Regions from separate parts of the Mus musculus genome. Here region 1 is linked to region 2. Evidence: chromatin contacts called from public HiChIP or PLAC-seq data. All regions are on one chromosome and are shown on one strand. Each heading gives the region's core, a stretch centred on a gene start, on an enhancer-like site or on the middle of the called end of the contact. The rest is flanking DNA. Distances are from core to core; before and after follow the strand shown.

What was found. HiChIP or PLAC-seq counts read pairs in DNA pulled down with a chosen protein or histone mark.
Region 1: a contact with region 2 is called in an H3K4me3 HiChIP or PLAC-seq map of the SCID.adh cell line, with 23 read pairs. The contact joins the promoter of Ryr2 here to the enhancer-like site in region 2. A contact is called at or near these places in 2 of 39 promoter capture datasets (hippocampal neurons and stem cell-derived epiblast-like cells), 13 of 484 Hi-C or Micro-C datasets (the HL-1 cell line, Sertoli cells, brain and 6 more), 6 of 115 datasets of contacts at active chromatin or transcription factors (the SCID.adh cell line, embryonic forebrain, embryonic stem cells and 1 more) and 2 of 9 other capture datasets (adipose tissue and liver).

What each region holds. Positions count from the first base shown.
Region 1 is chr13:12,105,106-12,111,970 of GRCm38.p6, forward strand. It overlaps Ryr2 (ryanodine receptor 2, cardiac), which reads right to left and starts at 1,840. Exons shown (of 105, transcript NM_023868.2): 1 at 1,294-1,840. The coding sequence starts at 1,341.
Region 2 is chr13:12,063,780-12,070,198 of GRCm38.p6, forward strand. The region is part of intron 1 of Ryr2 (ryanodine receptor 2, cardiac); the gene reads right to left. Among named protein-coding and RNA genes, the nearest start is that of Ryr2, 40 kb to the right of the region's middle. Within about 2 kb of position 1,447, at least 7 of the 459 cell types and tissues checked have an H3K27ac peak or open chromatin away from gene starts, as enhancers often do. A contact at or near this core is called in the SCID.adh cell line, where this site is marked.

The sequences.
Region 1 (6,865 bases), core at 590-3,089, 42 kb after region 2:
TGGTGTTTTCTGTGAATCTGGAAGGGACTGTACCTGGAAGTGGAACGTGAAGGCTGCCAGGAAGAAATCCCAGCAGAAAATGCCGTCTTGGGTGGAAAGGAATCCTGTCAGGGGGATAGTCTTGGGAAAAGAGGAGAGGTAAGGAAGGAAAGACTGAGACGATGCAGAAAAGGCTAAGCAGACTGATGTGATAGGGGCTTCTTGCACTTCTTTGGCGCTTGAGCAGGCTCAAAGGTTTGGAGGTGAGCAAGCGGCTAGGAAGTATCTGCAGTGTAGAACAATCAGGAAGGAAGGCAGCAGCGCCAAGTGGCACTTGGAATCTTATTAGAGTGAGGCCGATCTTTCCCTGCCTACCACACTATGTGGAAATCCCGAGCAGCCACCCTCCCCTTGTACACACACACACACACACACACACACACACACACACACACACACAGAAACACACAGACAAACATCACTTGCTTGCAGGCACTCACTTGGCTGCACTCGGTATTCAACAAGCCAGCGTTTAAAGAACGACACATGTTCATGATGCTCAGCCTCTGTAAATTCTTTCATGCGGTCCGTGCACACACACACACAACACACAGGAACGCACACTCACACACACACACACATGCACACACACACACACACACACACACACACACACACACACACACACACGGTTCCAATGCGCTCTGCAAGCTGTCGTCACGAAAACCAGCATGGCACCATGCCGGGAACCGTGGGGACCACCGGAGCAAGCCTCCATGGCATTGGTATCTGCTCGACTTGGGGGCACCCTGGGGGCAGCCTTCTCAGCCCTGGCCAGTCACTATATGATCGACACCGCCAAGTACTCGGATTGCGATGTCTTCACTCCGTGACGGCGCGCAGACTCAGCCCTGAAGCCCCAGGGACGGCGAAAGCCAGAGCCGCCACGCTAAGCGCGCCCCACGGAACACGCAGCCCTGCACCCTAGCCTGAGTCGGTCGAAGAGGTCCCTGGCCAATTCAGCTCCCGCAGCTGGGTAGCGCCCGCCCGGGTGCCTCCCGCTGGCTCGCCACGCTGTCACCGCACTGAGTCCTCTTGGTTTTCCACATGCGCGCACAGACACGCGTCCTGCCCTTCCCCGGGCAGACCCGCACACCTGCACACATGTGGTGATGCAGACCCCTCCAGCATCCCTGGGGCGCCTCTGGCGGACCAGAGGCGGCCCCGCAGCCGGTTGTCACTCTACGGGGACCCTGCGGGGGGCTCCCAGGCACCCCTTCCCCTGGGAGATGCGCGCCGCGACGTGGCACTTACAGTTCTCAGGAACTGGATCTCATCCTCGCCTTCGCCCGCATCAGCCATGGCTCCGCGCTCCTGGCCCGGCCGGCTCCGGAGCCCGGCGGAGCCCCACGACCGCGGCCACTTATGCTGCTGCTGCTACTGCTGAAGCTGCTGCTGCGGCTTCTCTGGACGCTCTAGTCACTGCTAACCAGGATGTTCTAGGGGCTCCAACGGCTGCTACTCGGGTCGCTGCCCCTGCGGCGGCCACAGCCAGGAGCCCGAGGCACCCGGGGGGCCGCGCTGCTGGTGCCGAGAGCCCAGCGGTCGGTCCCCCTGCAGCGCGGCGGAGGCGGGCACGCGGGGGCGGCCGAGGCGCGGGGCCTCCCTGCGCCGCACGGTGCGGGAGGAGGGCAGCCCGGCGTGAGGACGCAGGGAGGAGGCCCCACTGCCCGGCGCGCTCGGCCCCGGCTCCCGCCAGCGAGTGCCCGGAGCCCGCGGAGCCGGGCTAGTGCAGCGGCGGGGGCGGGCTGGGGGCGGGCGGGGAGGAGCTGCCAGCCCCGGCTGCTGCAGGTAATCCGCAGCCCGCTCCTCCGGCCGCCAGCGCCGGGGCACAGTGCCGCTTACTGGCTGCTTGGGGAATCAACTGGCGCGTGCCAGAGCGCTCAGCCATCCCCTGCACCTGTGCCCTTCCTGACCTCAAGTCCAAGGAGCTCAGCTTCCCGCTGAGCCCTGCTACAGTACTTGCCACCCATTTCTAAGGCCTTTTGGATTGCACGGGGAACTCTCCTTCTCCCCCGGTGCACAGAATGGGGAGCCTCTACGTGTGATCGATATTTACACTTCGACTCCCTCCATACGAGATAGAGGTGGTTTTCTTAGTTATTGAGTCAGCATGCACCAGACTCATCACAGATTAAGTTCTCACCACAAGGGGCCTGGTGTGGATGGTCGAGGAGTTTTAACAAATTATTCAGCAACAGGGGTGAGAGAGAAGGCTGAAGAAGAGCACTCACTGATCTTGTAGAGGATGCGCCTCGGTTCCTAGCACCCACGCGAGACAGCTCACAACCACCTGTCACTCTGGTTCCAGGAGACCCAGTGCCCTCTGGCCTCCATGGGCACCTGAAGGTACTTCGTGCACATACATTTATTAGGCACATATGCATAGATAAAATAAGTATATATTAAAAAGTACTCAACGACAGCACAACAATCCCAGCATTCAACGACAAAGTAGGCATCTTGCCATGCATTGTGATACAAGACACACAAATTCATAATGCACCTGCGCAAGAAATTACAATAAAGTATGGTGTGCTAAGGACCAGTCCGATCACTGAATGCGCTAAACTCACACCGTGGTATCCGCGATCTGCCGTGAGAGAGCAAAGTTAAACATTCCTCCACAAATGCCGGATCCAAATCTCACAATGCTCCATGTAATCATAAGCCATCAAATCTCCATTTTAAAAACAGCTGCTGTAAGCCAGCTAGCCGGCTCAGCTGGTGAAGGCACTTGCCACCAATCCTGACTAGATGAGTTCAATTCCAGGGACCCACATGGTGGGAAGAAAGAACTCCAAGTTCTCCTCAGCCTCCACACACAGCCGTCATACACATAAATAAATAAATGTTTTTAAAAGTAGTATGTAACTATGACTAAGAAATAAAATGTCGGAAGCAACTGGGACAAGAAATCCAACACATGTTTTCTCAGTTCTAAGTGTTTTCATTTATATCACTGAAAAAAAATTATAGAGAAAGCAACGTTCCCACATGCCCAACCTACTCATAGTCAGGAGTTATACAATAAATAATTTTGCGTTAACTTATCTCTGCTACACATGTTACAGCATCTGGTACATCATTAAAACTGCCCAGAAATTTTCAGGTGGGTTACATTTTGTTTCCACCTTTCCTATTTTCGTCCTTACAAAGTTAAAGTTTTTGTCTATTTCCAAGAAAAATAAATATCTGTCCTTAAATATTCTCATTTTATAGTGGGATATCCGTATTGTAGAAGGGTACCCCCATCATCTTACCTGAAAACTTGGCAGACTCTTCTGTCACTAGAGGAAGAAACTAGAGGATTGTAGTTAAGCCATCCAAAAGGTAAATTAGAAAAACAACCCTGTAAGTAAGAAGGATTTCAGAACTTTTCATCATAAATATGTTTATTTTAGAAAGACAAATATAATGTGCATATAAACTTTATGCCTGGAGTCTTTAACTCTAGATTTGAGTTACACAGAATTAGCAAGTGGACATTTTCATAGGCACAAAGCTACCATTTACAAAACAGAGCGGGGGAGGCTATTTTGAGTTATTATGAATATCCACAACCTTGTGTTTTTCAGCTTTTATGAAAATGTTTCTTTGTCCCTAGGTTCGTATTGCACATATTCCATCCTTATGCATACTGCTGAAACATGTTTTCTTAATGTTGATTTAGTTCACTAGACTCCTTTTCATATTTTATTATTAATATGTTTTAATTGAAATATAATTATATCACTTTCTCTCCTCCCTTTCCTCTTTCCAGCCCTTCCCAGCTACCTTCCCTCAAACCTCACCCACGTTCCCCACTCTCAAGTTCATAGCTTTTTTCTCTTATTATTGATATGTAAATGTATGCATGTGTGTATTCACAAATACATATAAATACAATCTGCTCAGTCCATTTTTGGTTTTTATGTGAGTGGTTTCAGGGCTAACCACTTTGCACTGTGTGTGTGTGTGTGTGTGTGTGTGTGTGTATGGTTTCAGGGCTAACCACTCTGCACTGTGTGTGTGTGTGTGTGTGTGTGTGTGTGTGTGTGTGTGTGTGTGGTTTCAGGGCTAACCACTCTGCACTGGGTAACCAATAAGGAAGCTCAGCCAAAGTACTTTGTGTATTAAATAGATAGCAACTCTGGACTAGATCTCTGTTACAGTGCGAACTTTTAAAGAATTATCTTTCTAACATACTCCATCCAAAATGAGTAATCACCTTTATGATTAATTCTGTATCCTCCAGGAAAGGGGGATAACCATATTTCCCTTTGTTGTTGTTGTTGGGCTTTAGTTGGTTTGGTTTAGGGAACCAAATATTGCTATGTGATCCATGTAGCCCTCAAACTTGCCGCCTCTGCTTCCTGAATGCTGAAGTTACAGGCATACTTCACTATGCCAAGTCAAATGTACCTTTTCCCCACGTATGTATGGTATGTATTCATGCATGTATACATGTATGGATGGAGGTATGGTATGTGTGCATGCTTGCATGTATGCATTATGTGTGCATTATGTATGTATGCATTGTGTATGTACTGTATGGGTGCATATGACACACGACACACATGTGAAAGCCAGAGGACAGCTTGTCACAGTTGATTTTCTCCTTTCTCCACATGGGTCCTATGGATGGAACTCAAATCATCAGGCTTCGCACCTCTGCCTGCTGAGCTATCTCCCCAGAACCCAAATTTCATCGCTCTATTAAAGAGTTTTTCTACAGTTACCTAGTTCCGAATGGCACAACATAATTCACCATTAGCTTGCCAAGACTCTAGGCATCCTTAACAAACAAAACATTAGAACATGTATAGGATTATTCATTAGACTTACTATTTACCATTTACCAGTGGTATAAACTCAAAATATTAACTTCTCTCTCAGTTGCTCAAGGTTCTCTAAATTTCCTATGTGCACCCACCCTAGGACAGTGTGCCAAGAGTTCCACAGAAACATGACCACAAGTCAGGCCTCAGGTGACATGTCCTGAATCTTTGGGTCTGCATCATGACAGAGATGCAAAAATGACATGAAGGGCAATGGCGGTTATGAAGATGATGAAGATAGAAAGGATAATGAGGATGACAATGATGATGATGATAATGGTGATGATGAAGATGATGAATGAAGATGAAGTGGAGGAAGAGAATGGAGATGAGAATGATAATGATAAAGATAGTGTTGATGATGATAATGATGCAGAGAAGGAGGATAGAGAAGATGGTGATGAAGTCCTATCTGTTGAATATTTACTATGATCCAGACATTTTTTTTTCATTTCACATATTATATTTTAGGAAGAAGGGACTGAGTCTCAAATATTTTACTTTATCCAGGGCCATACAGCTGCTGAGTGAGGCAGGGGTCATGGCTCTTGCCATGACCAAGCTCTTGATCATTATGACATATTCGTCACATAACCTGATCCCAGAGTAGAAAGTTCAAGATTCTAGTTAGCATGGACTGTAGAAAACTCCTGCACAGATCTCTCCCTGGTTGCAGGGCAACCAACCCAGGGTCCGTGTAGCTCTTAGAATGCCGAGTAAAGTCAGGGGAAAGACAGGGATTACTCTGGGTTATAAATAAAACCCAGCTTATGCTTTCCTCCACACTTCAGATGCTTAGGGAAAATTGGTTTTCTGAGATTTTAAGGTTACTCATCACTGTATTATCCATTCCTTTTATTGATCTTAAAATTATTAATCTCCAAACTGTAGTCAGCACTCGAGTTTAAAGGGTCAGGACTGAGCTATACATAGAAGACACGAGTCAATATGATGCACACCGTGGGATCAGAGGAGCTCTACTCGTCACAGAAAGCAGTGAGTGACTCCCCATAAATGGATGCTCACTAACGAGCCACCTTCTCTCCTGAAAGAAAATGTGAGCTTAGGAAATGAGTGTGCCTGTGGAGCCACGCATTCCCGAGGAGAAGTGCTCTCTTACAGAGCTGAGAGTTGCTGTGAAGAGGTATATAGATGTCTGGGAAGATGGTTTCTAAAGAGGTATACATTCCTGAGGAGAGGGCTTCCTGAGATGTGAGACCTTGATGAGATATGGGTTCCTGAGGAGATGTGAGATCCTGAAGAGATTCTGGTTACTAAGATATGAGATCCTAAAGAGATTTGAGTTGTGTTCCTAAAGATCTGGGCTCCTGACAAAGTATAGGTTCTCCAAGAGATGTGAATTTCTGAGTTTTGAGCCTCTGCAGAGGTGTGGTTCCTGGGGTTGAACATTCAGTAAGCAACTAGCAGATTTGTCCTTAACTTACATCTATACTACGATGATCCTTATAGATCAAGAGAAGACGGGTTTTAGACTCCATGAAAATACAAAAATCTATCAGTGATCGGATCCTCCATATAAAATGATATATTTTGTGTTATACACATGATTATACCTACACATATAATCCTGAATTCTTTACACCATCTCTAGATTACTTATAATAAATTAATGGACCTGTTATCCTACTAGTTGTTATATAGTTTAGGAAATAATGACAAGAAAAAAAGTCTACATATGTTGTGTGACACTTTTCCCATGAAGACTTGAACAAACCCTTACACAGGAAACCTATGACAGATGACAGTAACAGTGCCACCAAAGTCCAACTTGGTAAAGCAATGGCTTTTTGCTGCTTGCTTTGTTTTTTGTTTGTTTGGTTAGTTTGAGACAGAGTTCTTCATGTAACCTTGGCTGTCCCAGAAGCAGCTCTGTGGAGTGGGCCAGTCTCCAACTCACAGAGCTTCACCTGCCTCTGCCTCCTTAGTCCTGGGATTGATGGTGCATGCCTTTAGTAAGTGAGTTTTACAAAGGTTACATAAAAGAA
Region 2 (6,419 bases), core at 197-2,696:
CATTTGAATCTGGAAAGAAGATAACATAAACTAGGGAAGGACTGCCCCTGGTGTGTACAAATGTGAGTACAAACGGGGGAGGGGGGTGTACAAATGTGAGTACAAACGGGGTGGGGGGTATGCGTGTATACATTAGCAGGAAGTGAGGTGATATCTGTGACATCATGCTATAGGCATACTTTTTTTGCAACATACTTTTAATAAGGGTTCGACCTCTTCTCTAGCCCATTACCCAGCAGAGGTGGTGGAAGAGAAAAGTTATTAGGATATGGGGGAAGTGGACCTGTTCAGCAATAGTTCTTGGGCCAGGGGTGGGATGGGGTGGGATGGGATGGGGGCACCTTGATCCTCTTTGGCAGCAGTTCAGTCCGGTAGCAAACACCAAATACATCTCAGCAGCTGCAGACCAGCCCCCTAGACAGGCAGGCGGCACACAGGAAGTCCTTTCCACAGGCCTAAGCAAATGCTCTGTGGTGCACTCAGTCGCACACTAACCCTTTGTCCCTGCACCACCTCCTGCTCTTCCCAGCCCCTGTCTCACTGAGTTGCTTTGAGCACCTGGTAGTGAAAGTACCTGGAGCAGGGCGGGGCTGCCCTTTACCTTCCAGCCTATTTTCTTTCCCTAGTTCATCGTGAGGTACATTCCCGGTCCCATTCACCAAGCCAGAACTATTGTTCTGCTCTCCCTGGCTCTTTTTTGCTTTCCAATCATTTGGCCCTCTAGTCACAAACTCTCTACGAGCAAAGCCAACTCTGCAATCCTTTCTAATAGAAAGAAGAGAATTGAGTGGCCCTTCTGAGCTTTCAGCTTTCCCTCCAAAATTATGAAAACTATGAAGCAAAATCAGAAAACCCCCTCCGGGAACACAGTAGAAGACCACCCAGAGGCAGTGGCTGCCATTTTGGCAATCTCCTTAAGCAACATTGCTAACCCCTCATGATCTATGGTTTCCTCTACCACATTAGAAGCGGAGTTATCCATTATGCCTAAGCCACATTGGGCGCCACCTGTAGGCATAATTTTTTTTTTTTTTTTTTTTTTTTTTTACATCCTACTTTTAATACCTCTGAGGTCCCAGTGAACAGCAGCTGCTGTTTCATGCCTGGTGTCAGCCTGCTGAAAGGACTAGTCTGTGGCTGCCACTTCGTGTGTGCTGTCTGCCTGCCTAGGGGACTGGTCTGCAGCTGCTGAGTTGTAGTTGGTGTTTGCTACAGAACTGAACCACTGCCAAACAAGATCAAGCTTGCCCCTCCCCTGCCCCCAAAAAAACTACTGCTGAACAGATCCACTCCCCCATATCCTAATAACTTTTCTCTTCCACTACCTCTGCTGGGCTAGAAGAGAGGTTGAACCCTTATTAAAGTAGGTTGCAAAAAAATGTATGCCTACAGCACACCTCTCATAAGCTGAACAGAACCACAGCCTATACAAGCCACACCTGCAGGCAAGCTAAGTCACACCCTCCCCCACCCTAATTTCGGTGTTCATTCTCCTCAACTGTCCAGTCCTCATCTAGGTGCCTCGTCCTGGCCATCTGCAGGGATTCACCTCGCATCTGTGCACACCCCACAGCCCACAGCCATTTCCCTGACCTCTGAGAGGCCTATAACACTCAGGGAGAGAGGCCCATGAGGCCCAAGAGGCACTCACTCACCACATGCTTGGGTTATTCACTCAATTGCTATAAAGACACATAGACAAGGTGGAAATCATAAGCATAGGTATGGCTGCCTTCTCCAGTCCCTTGAACCTCAGCCTAGAAAAGAAAAGCACTCTCCAGGTATGAAGTTGTTGAGTCACCAAAATTAAAATGAGACTAAAATACAGATCAAAACTAGTTTTAATTAAAGGCCTCCAATGGGGCTGGGGTATACAGTTCTGTGGTAGAGCACTTGTCTGACATGGGTGAAAGCCTGCCACCCCCCTGCAACCTCAGAAAGAAGGATCCTTCCTGGGTTGTGGTCAGCGGTGCACCAACTAACAGTGAAGTTGTTTCTTTTTGCTTAAGGTTCACATGATATTACAATGCTGTCTTTCACCTGCTCGCCGAATGTGTGAAACTGCCTAACATGATTAATTAGTCTCTCATGTGTCTGTGAACCTTAAACAGTACTAAAAATTGTATGTATAGACAGAATGTTCCATCTTACTCCCACAGGGAGTGGGAGATATAGCATGTACTATGTATGTGGTGTGTATGAGATGTGTGCATGTGTATGCACATGATAGAGTATATGTGAGAGTGCATGTGTGCGTGTGTGGTTTGTGTATATGTGTTGTTACTGAATTATGCATTAAACATAAAAGGTGCAGACCAGAATGACTACACGAAGATTCTGTCTGCAGTGGAGACAGAACTCCCCCACTACCCTCAGGATATGGCCGAAAGACTAACAGCAACACTGTGAAGTGTTGTGTCTAAACTGAAGGGAGATTTTTGTCATGTTTGTTTCTTTTTGAAGAGACATGAAAAAATAGGGGTTGAAATCTGGCAGGATAGCTCTCTTTGGCATCTAAGAACCAGAGAGAACCAAATGGCTGAAGCCAAGAGTGAAATTTACTCCCTTCGTGGAACTAGGGCCTGTGCATCCTCCTGCAATGCCAATCAGTCAAAAGGGAGAACCATCCCTCAGACAGACAGCAGGATAGGAGGACTACCTGTCAGACATACAGCAAAGTGGGAGGACCACCCCTCAGACAGCAGAGTGGGAGGACCACCCCTCAGATAGACAGCAAAGTGGGAGGACCACCCCTCAGACAGCAGAGTGGGAGGATCATCCCTCAGACAGAAGAGTGGGAGGATCATCCCTCAGACAGACAGCAAAGTGGGAGGACCACCCCTCAGACAGCAAAGTGGGAGGACCACCCCTCAGACAGCAGAGTGGGAGGATCATCCCTCAGACAGAAGAGTGGGAGGATCATCCCTCAGACAGACAGCAAAGTGGGAGGACCACCCCTCAGACAGCAAAGTGGGAGGACCACCCCTCAGACAGCAGAGTGGGAGGATCATCCCTCAGACAGAAGAGTGGGAGGATCATCCCTCAGATAGCAGAGTGGGAGGATCATCCCTCAGACAGAAGAGTGGGAGGATCATCCCTCAGACAGCAGAGTGGGAGGATCATCCCTCAGACAGAAGAGTGGGAGGATCATCCCTCAGACAGACAGCAAAGTGGGAGGACCACCCCTCAGACAGCAGAGTGGAAGGACCACCCCTCAGATAGACAGCAAAGTGGGAGGACCACCCCTCAGACAGAAGAGTGGGAGGATCATCCCTCAGACAGATAGCAGAGCTGAGAGCAGGGGGTGGGCTGAAAAGGAAGCTCTTAGTCCCTGAAAGAAAGCATGCCACACAGCCCTGGAGCTAGGCCCTTACAGATATGTGTGCCAACTTGGGAAGTGGGTTGCTATGATGGTTGATCTTGCCAACTTGAAATTAGCAATCACTTCGGGAACACACATCTGGGCATGTCTGTGAGGGAGTTTCTTGATAAATCGATGTAGGAAGACTCTCCGAACCTATGCTGGGGTCCTGCACGGCACAGGAGAAAGCCAGCTAACCACCAGCAGTCTTCTCTGCTCCAACTGTGGATGCAGCGTGGCCAGCCACCTCATTCTCCTGCCACCATTCTCTCTTCCCCTCCAAGACAAGCCTTACTCAACTATACAGCAGAATAAACCCTCCCTCCCTTAAGGCGTTTCACTTCAGATATCTTGTCCCACCGACAAATAACTAACACAGAAGGCAAAGGTAAACTTCGGGACCAATGCAGAGGGTATGAAAGATAGGGAAGAAATGGTCATACAGGGCAAGCCATAAAGCACCTTCCATTCTCCAGGACAACCTCAGAGGAACTCTAGAGACATAGACAGAAAGATAAACCTCAGCTCCCTGCTCTGGAGAGCCCAAGAACCACAGGTACATGAAGAGTCTCCTGACCTGACCAACTGCCGCTGAGATTTCAGAAATTCCTCAAAGACCCAGACCAAGAGGCTGGTTCCATAGGGACTGTGGAATGAAGAGAGCGTCATTCTTAATCTCCTCTAACTCCTTCTCTGCCTTCCTGTTTGCTTTATTCTAATGTCATGCCATCTTCCAGTGGATTAGCCAAGCTGGCCCAAACCCAGGAAAAACAGAAACATCCCCTTCCATTCTTCATACACAACAGACATTGGGAATATATCTAATCAGAAACTAAGTCTGTTGTAAGAGGATGAGAACTCTGTCTCAGTTTCTAGAGAGTGTACATGTAGCCCAGTACAGGTGTCCTGGCAGGTTTTGTATGTCAACTTGACACAAGCTGGAGTTATCAGAGAAAGGAGCCTCCCTTGAGGAAATGCCTCCATGAGATCCAACTATAAGGCATTTTCTCAATTAGTGTTCAAGGGTGGGTGGGGCCATTGTAAGTGGTGCCATCCCTGGGCTGGTAGTCCTGGGTTCTATAAGAAAGCAAGCTGAGCAAGCCAAGGAAAGCAAGCCAGTAAGCAGCATTTTCCCATGGCTTTTGCATCCACTCCTGCCTCCAAGTTCCTAACCTGTGTGAGTTCCTGTCCTGGTGATGAACAGCAGTATGGAAGTGTAGACTGAAAAAAAAAAAAAAAAACCCTTTCCTCCCCAACTTGCTTCTTGGTCATGATGTTTTGTGCAAGAATAGAAACCCCGACCAAGACATCAGGTGTTGGTGCCCTAGTCCAAGGTTGCTAGGTGTATTGTTCAGAGAGGAATATGTGTGCGCAGTGTGTACAGGTCAGGAAGGAGAGACGCCAAGGGCATTGTTAGAAGAGAGCTGGGCAGAGCCCAAGCCAATCAGAGTCCCAGGATATCAAGCTCTTCCCTGGCTTCCCTGTAGGAGCCAGTCTCGGGGCCTCGCTGAGTACAGGCAGCAGCTGCTCTACATCATGTGGACTTCTCTCTCAGTCCACACCAAATCAATAGGTCTTGCAGGACTCATGTTAAACCCTTGGCCAACATCTCCAGACTCACCAGCGCCCCCATGCCCCTGGAAAACATCACTCTCTCTGCTCACGAGTTTTAGATTCCATATGTAAGCAAGATCACACAGTGTCATCTTTCAGTGCCTGTTTTTCTTCATCATTGATGTCCTGCAGGTTAATCATACTGTAAGACATGACAGGATTTCATTCTATTTTAAGACTGAACAGATTCTCATTATACATAAATCCCACATTTTCTTTATTCATTGTCCCAATCTTAGAGACCTGGGTTGTTTGTACATTAGGCTGTTGCTACTAACACACACCATGTTAGCACTACTCTATTATATACTTAAACTTTGCTTAAAAAGACCTTAAGTGTCCTGACTATAAATACATACATGCATACTATGTGGGTAACAGAAGTGGTGACTACATTGATTACAGCAATCACTTCACAATCATGTCAAAGTATCTCATTGTACACTCTGAATACATATGTTTGTATGTGTTTGAACATGTATATTTGTCAGTTAGGTCTCAATAAAACTGGCAAAAAAAAATAAAAGCTGTAAGCTAAACAGTCAATAAAAGTTGAATCACTAGCTAATCAAATTTTTTTCTTCTACTTTAATGTATGCGAGTGTTTGCCCGCACACATTTGTACCAGGTGCCTAAGGAGTGGGGGTCGGATCCCTAGAACAAGGTCTGGGTGTTTGTCGGCTAGGATATGAGTGCTGAGAACTGAACCCAGGTCCTCTACTAAAGCAGCCAGTGCCCCTAACTACTGAGTCAATTCGCCAGATCCTGTGCTAGAAAATTTTATAATGCAAACGGTTTGACAAAAATTTAGTGTTTTTTGATGTCTTAAATGGCATTTTTGTAAACGAGTTGACCCTCTACTTGGGTAACGAATAGGAAATGAACGAGATTATGGGTCTAAATTGATTATATTTTCAAGTATAAACATTTTAAAGCATATATTTTAATAAAGAAAATGTTAAACTCAGTTCAAATCTTAACTCAATGTATTTTATCTAAAATACAATTTTTTCCAAGGAGACTTCAGCAATACCGAGGCTAACAGGGAAGAGTGACGAAGAACTCACAGACTATAAGATTGTTTTCCTCTCTTTGGTCCCGCCATTCCCTGTGGATGATGCTGCCTGGTTAGTACTTGCATCAGTGGTAATAGAGAGAGGTGAAATATTTTCATACTTGGTTTAAAAAACTAAGTTCCCAGAAGGGACAAGAATCTTTTAGTTAAGTCCTCCTCCTGCCAAAAAGCTGTGTGTGTGTACATGTAAATCCAGGTGTCTGTGGAAGCCAGAAGATAATATCAGGTCCCCAGGACCGTATGTAGTTACAGGTGTTTCTGAGCCACCATATGGATGCTGGGGACTGAACCTAGATCCTCGACAAGAGCAGCGAGCCCTCTTAACTGCTGAGACGGCTCCCAAGCCCCACGGTCTGCTCTGGTTGCATT